Linked DNA regions of Mus musculus: regions 2 and 3 are each linked to region 1. A link is a contact called in public ChIA-PET and HiChIP or PLAC-seq data. All regions are on one chromosome and are shown on one strand. Each heading gives the region's core, a stretch centred on a gene start, on an enhancer-like site or on the middle of the called end of the contact. The rest is flanking DNA. Distances are from core to core; before and after follow the strand shown. Region 1 holds the start of Atp13a2 (ATPase type 13A2). Region 2 overlaps Padi2 (peptidyl arginine deiminase, type II). Region 3 overlaps Padi2 (peptidyl arginine deiminase, type II).

Region 1 (2,699 bases), core at 55-2,554:
CGAGGCCAGCCTGGTCTACAAAGTGAGTTCCAGGACAGCCAAGAAGATACAGAGAAACCCTGTATCGAAAAACCAAAAAAAAAAAAAAAAAAAGAGCATGAGTGGCTCTTCCAAAGATCCTGGGTTCAATTCCCAGCACCCACATGGCAGCTCATAGCTGCCTGTAACGCCAGTTCCAGAGGATCCAACACCCTCACACAGACACGCATGCAGTCAAACACCAAGGCACGTGAAAAGAAATAAAATTTAAAAAAAAAAAATAGGTCCAAACCCAGTAATATGGCTCAGGGGGTAAAGGTGTTTGCTGGGGACTTAAGGTCAATTCCTAGGCACCCACAGAAAGAATATGACTGACTCTTGAAGACTGTTCTCTGATGTGCTATTGTGCATACATGCACCACCACCACCACCACACACACACACACACACACACACACACACACACACACACACACACACACACACACAATTAGAATTAATAGTGCTGTTTTGTTTTGTTTTGAAGAAAAGGAGACCCAGGGAGGTTAGCTTACACATCTACAGTCACACAGCCTGGAAGAGACAGGGGCAGGCTTGAACCTGCACGCGTAAGGTGCAGTGCTGAGGGGTGCGCCTGAGGCTGTGGTCGCGGACAGGACACTTTCTCCTCTTCCACCTCTGTCTCCCAGTATGGCCCCCCTGTTTGTCTGCCAGCAGCCTATCCGTGTGCCTGTCTTTTTGTCTGTCCTGTCTCCCAGCATATCGGTTTTCCGTTTGTCTGTTCTGTCTGGAGACTGTCCCACCTGTGTCTTCCAACCTCTCCCTCCCACTCTGCCTGCCTATTTGATGTTTGTCTGTCCGCCTGTTTCCTGTATTATTGTTGTTCTATATGGAGGCTGTTCCAATGGGGTGTCCCAACGTTCCTTTCTGTTTGTTTGTCTGTCACCTCTCTACCTCTTTGTCTGTTGTCTGCCTGGTGCCCCCCCCCCCGCCCCTTTCTGTCAAGCCGGTCCACTTGTGTCTTCCCAGCATCGCCCTCTGTCTGCCTGTATGTCTGCCTACCTGTCTCGCAGCCTGTCCTTTTCCGTCTATCTCTTTTGTCTGGGGACTGTCCCGTCCACATTCCCTTGCTTCCCATCTCTTCCCTCCTCTCCCCATCCCCCGACTCGCGCCTCCACCCACGCTGCCCACAGCATCAAGATCTCAGCGAGCTCCGGACAGAGGCCAGACTGGGAACTACAAGTCCCGGCAGCCCGCGCGGCAGCGACGGACGCAGGCGCCGTGGAGGGGCGGGGCTTGACGGCCGCAGACTGCGGCACAGTTCCAGTCGCCGTCGCGTCTTGCAGGTGCTGCCCAGCCCGGCCCCTCCGCGGATCGCCGCAACCGGCGCCCCCCGACCGTGCCCCGGGGCCTCGCACGCCGAGCCCAGGCCGCGGGCCACAGCGGCCGGCGATGAGCGCGAGGAGCCGAAATGAGCGCAGGTGAGCGGCGGCCCGGCCCTCCCTTCGGGTCTCATCCCCAGGCCCCCAGAGACAGATTTAGGTTGCCGCTGCGCTCACCCTAGGGCCGGGGGTTCCTGCCCTCCCCATCCCCTCTGAATGCATTCGACCCTGAGTGACAGGTCCCAGTGATGGACGCGGTGCACCGCCGTGGGTCCTCTGTGCAGCACCCATATGTGCTACATGAACAGGATTAGGGAAGCCAGCTCTCTGCCGAGGCACAAATGCACTCCTGACCTACACAGAAAGCTTGCCAGTGGCCACATCCAAGGACCATATCCTGCATGCCCCCCCCCCATGCCAGAATGAGTGTCTTAGGCTGAAACCAAAATCCCACCAGATGCAGATGGTCTGCTAACCTCCGGGTGCTAGCATGTCTCTGTCTAGCCCAGTCCCCAACTTCCATCCGACAGTGTCTTAGGTGAGGAATGGAAAACAATAGGGGGCTACAATTCAACTTGTGATAAGAACAACGTCTTCCCCTTATGCACCAGACCCCTGACTCTGCACTTGAGCAAAGTCTCTAGCGTCTAGCATAGCACCTAGAATCTACATAAAGACCTCCTAGGCGCACACCCTCCCAGCTTGAGGGAAGCCATGAGCTCATGGCCATGGGGGAGCCACCAGAAGTAGATGCTGGTGCCCTGGGCCACTGATAGATTAGCAGCCGGAAGCTGGGTCTTCCGCAGGAAATAAGAGGTTCCCAAATGGCTTTGACTCCCACCCCTCAGCTCTACGGTGCTGGTGTGGCTGCCCCAGGGCTGGGAACTGGGCTCAAGCCTCGTCTCTGCCATGCGTGTCTTTATGTTGGTCTTTCATTCTTGGCCTGCCTTTTCTTGGGCTTTGTGTTTGGGTTTCTGGCTGAGTGCTGAGAAGGGTGTCAAACCTGGACCTTTTGCTCTACTGGAGCTATATTGTAATTTTGTTGTTGTTGTTGTTGTTGTTGTTTTGTTTTTTGAGATAGGGTTTCTCTCTGTAGCCCTGGCTGTTCTGGAACTCACTTTGTAGACCAGGCTGGCCTCGAACTCAGAAATCCGCCTGCCTCTGCCTCCCCAGTGCTGGGATTAAAGGCATGTGCCACCACACCCGGTGCAATCTTTGCATTATATTATTTAATCTTTTAAAGATTTGTTTTTAAAATGTTTGTGTGTGTATGTGTGTGTGTGGCTTTGAGGGGATTACAGAAGGTTGTGAATGCTGAAAAGCAAACTCATGTCCTCT
Region 2 (2,699 bases), core at 69-2,568, 61 kb before region 1:
AGGCTAAGGCTGAAAGCAGGCAGCAGAAACAGCACAGTAGCAGCGATGGGCCCCAGGCAGGCCAGGCTCCCTGTGGGAACTGTTTCCCTAGCATGTGCCACAGCGCTGATGGAAGAATGGATGTTCCTGAGACAGAGGCTGCCCAGGAAAGCCATTTGTTTCCCCCTGTGCCTCTTTTAAATTTAAAGTCATCGAGGGTGGTGTTAGCACACAACTTTAATCCCAGCACTCAGCAGGCAGAGACAGACCTGGTCTAAGTAACGAACTCTAGGCCAGCTGAGGCTATCGAGTGAGACCCTGTCTCAAGAAAACAGATAACTATAAATTAAAATTAAAACCGGCAGAGGTGGCTCTTACCTGTCAGTGCTCAGGAGGCAGAGACAAGAGGATTGGTTGTTCATGGCCAACCTAAGCAAACCCTGTCTTTACTGGGGGTGTGGGGAGGGGTGTTATAGAGAAATCTCTTAAAGACAGATTGTAGGTCTTGATAATCCTGACCAAACTGCTCCGGAGGCTGGAGATGTAGCTCAGTTGACAGAGGACCTGTCTTCAATGCAGGAAACCCCGAGTCTGTTCCCTGGCATTGACCTGGAGCTAAGCAATCAACGAAAAGGCGTCCAGTCCCTTAACGAGAATGTTCATACCTGGACCAGTGAAGTTTTCATCAGTGTCTTTGCCCACCTTGTGAACACCCTTTCTAGTAGCTAGTAGTGGTTGTGCATGCTAGGAATCCCAGATCTCAGGAGGTAGAGGAAGGAAGATCGGGAGTTCAAGGCCCTCCTCTGCTATATGGTGAGTTAGAGGCCAACTGTGTGAGACCCTGTCTCAAAACACGAACAAATTTATCTCTTGGATTGTAGGACCAGGTCAGTCCCAGAGGATAACAAAAACCTAGAGAGACCAAAGTTCAAGGAAGAGTCCTTCTCCTGGGCACTTGTCCTGGAGATCGGAAAGGCACCTTCAGGGAGGGCCAAGTGGAGCTGATGCAGAAAGAGGGACCATTGTGGCAAAGGTCTGGGAGTCTCTGGGGTGCAGACGGGCATCCATGTGGGTAGAGCATAGTGTGTGGAAGAGCCCAGATGCCGAGGCCGTGGGTCTCCGCAGCCTTGTGTCTCACCAGCCTTACAGAAGATCTGAGAATCCAGGCTTTATCTGAGCTAACAGTGAGGGCTTCACACAGGGAAACGGCATGATCCAGCTGGAGGCTGCTCTGGGCACTGTGACTGCAGGAGAGAAAGCAGAGCAAGGTGCCGGCCCCCTCGGGAGCACTCAGAGCGTGTCTGGAATCAGTCACCTCAAGCCTGTCTTAGAATGTCACTTCCTGCCACCATCTCTGCCAGACACGGTCATCTCACACCAGAGCTGAGGCCCACACGCCCCGTTCAGCCTTCCTGTCTCTCTGTGCTCTTGAATGTGGGTCCTTTCTGGGTACTGGATTTGGTAATGGAGCCTTCCAGGTCCCAGCTGCTGTCCTGGAGGGTAGGAAGTACTCCTTACCGTGTCTGTCCCTCAGTATCCCACAGAGGTTGCATGATGACGGAACCAGGGGTGGCCTTGACCATGTCACTGCTGTTGCAGGCATCCTGGACCTGGGGTCCTGAGGGCCAAGGGGCTATCCTGCTGGTGAATTGTGACCGAGACACACCCTGGTTGCCCAAGGAGGACTGTAGTGACGAAAAGGTCTACAGCAAGCAAGGTGCCAGTGGGGCCACACTGGGGGACCGTGGGAGCGTGCTGTTCTGTCCCGGGCAGGACAGAGGGTGAGGCAGGAGTATACTTGGGCCTACAGGGGATGATGCTCAAAATAAATGACTGCAAATGCCATTCAACTACACTTCGACAGACCAGCAAGATTGTGCAGAGGGTAAAGGAATTTGGCAACAAGCCAGATGATTTGAGTTCAATTCCTGAGACACACATGATAAAGAGAAAGAACAGATTCCCACAAGCTGTTCTCTCTCTCTCTCTCTCTCTCTCTCTCTCTCTCTCTCTCTCTCTTACACACACATACACACACACATACATACACACACACACAAACAGACACACATACATACACACACACAGACACACACATACATACACATACACATATACACACACACATATACACACACACATACACACACACAAACAGATACACACACAGACACACACACAGGCACACACACACATACACAAATACACACATACACACACATACATATACACACACATACATACACACACACAGACACACACATACATACACACACACAAACACACACACACACACAGACACACACACACACACAGATGACAAATAGATAAGTCAGGCAAATCTGAGTTCCAGGCCAATGTATGAGAAAAAAAAAAAAAAGACTAGAAAAAAACCCCGAAATTCCTAAAGGGTTGACCAGTTCTCCCTGGTGCTAGAGAAAGTACCTTTTCCTTAGGCTTCTGGTAGTTACATGCATGAAGGAGGGGCCTTGAAAAAGCCATGGTGAGCCCAGCTCCCATAACATCCTCTTCCTAGTCTCCCTTATCTACCCACAGACCTCCAGGACATGTCTCAGATGATCCTGCGCACCAAAGGCCCTGACCGCCTGCCCGCCGGGTATGAAATAGTCCTCTACATCTCCATGTCAGACTCGGACAAAGTGGGCGTCTTCTACGTGGAGAGTGAGTGATCCAATTTTTGCATTTGCAGCCACTGTCCC
Region 3 (2,699 bases), core at 125-2,624, 42 kb before region 1:
ACAGGTGAGATACCAGGTGGTTGCTGGGGATTGAACTCAGGACCTCTGGAAGAGCAGTCTAGGCTGGCTCTTAACCTCTGAGCAGTCACACCCAGATAATGGCTGATCAGTTACAACAGTCCAGGAAAAGGCTGAAGGCTCTGGGGCAGAATGTCCTTTTTGGAATGAAAGGACTGGGCGCCTCTGTGTATCTCAGAAACTCTGCAAACTGCCCATCCTTTTGGAGAACCCCTTCCCTGCCACCATCCCAGGCCACTTTGGGGCCTGTACTTGGATCTGATGATGTTGCCCAGGATACAAGAAGAGACACAGTCAGCCAGTCCTAAGACAGACAGACTTCCTAGGAAGCCAGTGACTCTCAGCATGAAAGGCACCAAGTACTGGGCAGCCAGGACTCAGGTCCTTCTGGCATTCTGGCTACCTCCCCGTCCCCCAGTGCCTCCCCTGACAATGTGCCACCCACGGTGGCATCTCTTGCAGGAATTTCGGCTGCTCATGGCCAGCACCTCCGCCTGCTACCAGCTCTTCCGAGAAAAGCAGAAGGCAGGCCACGGGGAGGCCGTTATGTTCAAGGGTGAGTGAGCAGAAGCCCTTGACAGGAAGCCCCACAGAGCTCAAGAGGGCCTTGTCCCAGAGCACCCAGCTGCACCACCAAACCCAAACCAAAGGTCACGCCTGCCTGGCGATGCAGAGTTGATGGAGCGCTTGCCTAGCATGCACCAAATGCTGGGTTCGATCCCCAGCACTGCAGAACCCAAGTGTGGTGGTGCCTGCCTGCGGTCCTAGCACTCACAGACAAAGGCAGAAGGGTCCTAACTCCAGGGTCATGTAACCCTGTCTCAAAATAGAGAAGGGCAAAGTGTATCTTCAGAACTGATATCTGAAAGAGCACCAGACCTAGAGAGGGACGGAAGGACCCAAATGACTGCCACATGATCTGAGCCCAGAAGCTTGGGTTTTCAAGACAGCGGGATGGAAGCCAGGACCTTCTGAGATGGTCATGCACTCTTCTGCTAAGCCACATCCCTTCTGCCATACCCCATCCACCCCCAGAACAGTAAAGGGGGGAGAGAAACAGTGTCGATGCTGGAGGCCCAGGAAGGGAAGTGGTTTCAGCTGACATCACGCCTGCCCTGCCGGGTCTGGAGTGAGGCTTTGTCTCCCTCCTAAGTGGAGCGACATAGCATCTGCTGGGTCTGGAATGAGGCTCTGTCTCCTCCAGTGAGGCTCTGTCTCCCTCCTAAGTGGGGCAGACCCAGGGATGAGCTCTGTACCTGAATTAATCATGAGAAAGAGACTCTGCTGAGGGAAACCCTGCCAGGCGGCATGGTGAGAAATGCCACAGCACATCTGCACTCTTGCTGTGGTAAAATAGACACAATGTATCAGTCACTGTGTCTTACCACTTCCTGCCACATGGTAGCTTAGTATCCTGACACTCATAGTCACTGGGTAATGCTTATGCTATTGTCCTGTGTCCAAGGAGTGGGACTGGAATGCTGCCCGTGTCCAGGACAGATCCACGTAAGACTGCCATCCTAGCCGGGCAGTGGTGGTGCACACCTTTAACCACAGCACTCGGGAGGCAGAGGCAGGTGGATCTCTGAGTTCAAGGCCAGCCTGGTCTACACAGTGAGTTCCAGGACAGCCAAGGCTGTGATAAAACTAAAATAACAAACATAGATAGATGGATGGATGGATGGATGGATGGATGGATAGATGGATGGACAGACAGATAGATAGATAACACTGCTATCCTGTTCTAGCCTCCTGGTGGCAAGTTTTTTTTTCTGCGTTGGCAGGTGTAAGGCTTGGCTTTCTAGAAGTTTCCTTTCTATCTTAAGCTTGCCTCAAATGCTGCCTCCACACACCATGGTTAGAAATATTAATGCCATAGAGTCACGGAGAGGACTGTGGCGTGGTGGCAGCACAGGGGCAGGGTCCCACAGCCCTGGTCTCTTTGGTGTTGTGACGCTACAAGTCTGGGCCATGCAGAGAGCTGACAGGCTATATATAAATAAAATATAACACTTTTAGCACTCGGGAGGTGGAGGCTGAAGGTTGTAGGTTCAAAGCCAACCCATAAGAAAAAAAAAACTAAAAGGAAAAAATAATGTTAATCAAATATACAAGGCTCACAGCCTTGTGGTCCGGCTGCCTGTGTGGCCACTTGCTGTGTAGGGAAACGCAGCTTCCTCACCTTTAACAGTAGCAGCTACCTCACAGGAACATGGGGAAGACTGTCTGGGGAGCACGGCTAGCATTTAAAAGATTACTTATCTAGTGTATACAAGGTCCTGGCTTCCGACCAAAGAACAGACTGCAGGCACTTGGATGTCACTAATCTGACCTAAAGCCTCCAGGCTATGGAGCTAGAGTCAGAGGCAGGCTCTCTCCAGGGCCAGCACTGAGTAACAGGAGGGGTGTTTGAACCCTGGTCAGCTGCTAACATTCAAAGGGGGCACCCAGGTGACTTCTCCTCCTGCCAGAGAGCACAAGGTGCCTGCACCCCCATTCCTGGCTTAGGAGACATGGTTGGTCTGGAGAGGGGGACACACATGCCTCCCTGGGTAGAAGGAGATCACCCCTCTTCCCCATCCATTCCCCCCACCTCACTCCCACCCCATTCCCCACCCCCCTCCACTGCCAGCAAATAGCTCAGATGGGACACCCAGGCAGGCACCTGAGATTTACTGTCA

Evidence for each region. ChIA-PET counts read pairs in DNA pulled down with a chosen protein or histone mark. HiChIP or PLAC-seq counts read pairs in DNA pulled down with a chosen protein or histone mark.
Region 2: an H3K4me3 HiChIP or PLAC-seq map of the 230-238 cell line shows a contact between it and region 1, with 15 read pairs. The contact joins the enhancer-like site here to the promoter of Atp13a2 in region 1. A contact is called at or near these places in 1 of 484 Hi-C or Micro-C datasets (female germline stem cell-derived STRA8 germ cells) and 3 of 115 datasets of contacts at active chromatin or transcription factors (the 230-238 cell line, pancreatic cancer cells and pro-B cells).
Region 3: a contact with region 1 is called in an RNA polymerase II ChIA-PET map of effector CD8 T cells, with 92 read pairs. The contact joins the enhancer-like site here to the promoter of Atp13a2 in region 1. A contact is called at or near these places in 1 of 484 Hi-C or Micro-C datasets (natural killer cells), 6 of 115 datasets of contacts at active chromatin or transcription factors (the 230-238 cell line, CD8 T cells, effector CD8 T cells and 2 more) and 3 of 9 other capture datasets (adipose tissue, liver and pancreatic islet).

What each region holds. Positions count from the first base shown.
Region 1 is chr4:140,985,617-140,988,315 of GRCm38.p6, forward strand. Atp13a2 (ATPase type 13A2) reads left to right here and starts at 1,305. Exons shown (of 29, transcript NM_029097.3): 1 at 1,305-1,460. The coding sequence starts at 1,451.
Region 2 is chr4:140,924,558-140,927,256 of GRCm38.p6, forward strand. It overlaps Padi2 (peptidyl arginine deiminase, type II), which reads left to right. Exons shown (of 16, transcript NM_008812.2): 5 at 1,579-1,696; 6 at 2,536-2,661. Among named protein-coding and RNA genes, the nearest start is that of Gm34375, 6.2 kb to the right of the region's middle. Within about 2 kb of position 1,319, at least 40 of the 459 cell types and tissues checked have an H3K27ac peak or open chromatin away from gene starts, as enhancers often do. A contact at or near this core is called in the 230-238 cell line and pro-B cells, where this site is marked.
Region 3 is chr4:140,943,962-140,946,660 of GRCm38.p6, forward strand. It overlaps Padi2 (peptidyl arginine deiminase, type II), which reads left to right. Exons shown (of 16, transcript NM_008812.2): 13 at 481-574. Among named protein-coding and RNA genes, the nearest start is that of Gm13031, 13 kb to the right of the region's middle. Within about 2 kb of position 1,375, at least 144 of the 459 cell types and tissues checked have an H3K27ac peak or open chromatin away from gene starts, as enhancers often do. A contact at or near this core is called in the 230-238 cell line, CD8 T cells, adipose tissue and 2 more, where this site is marked.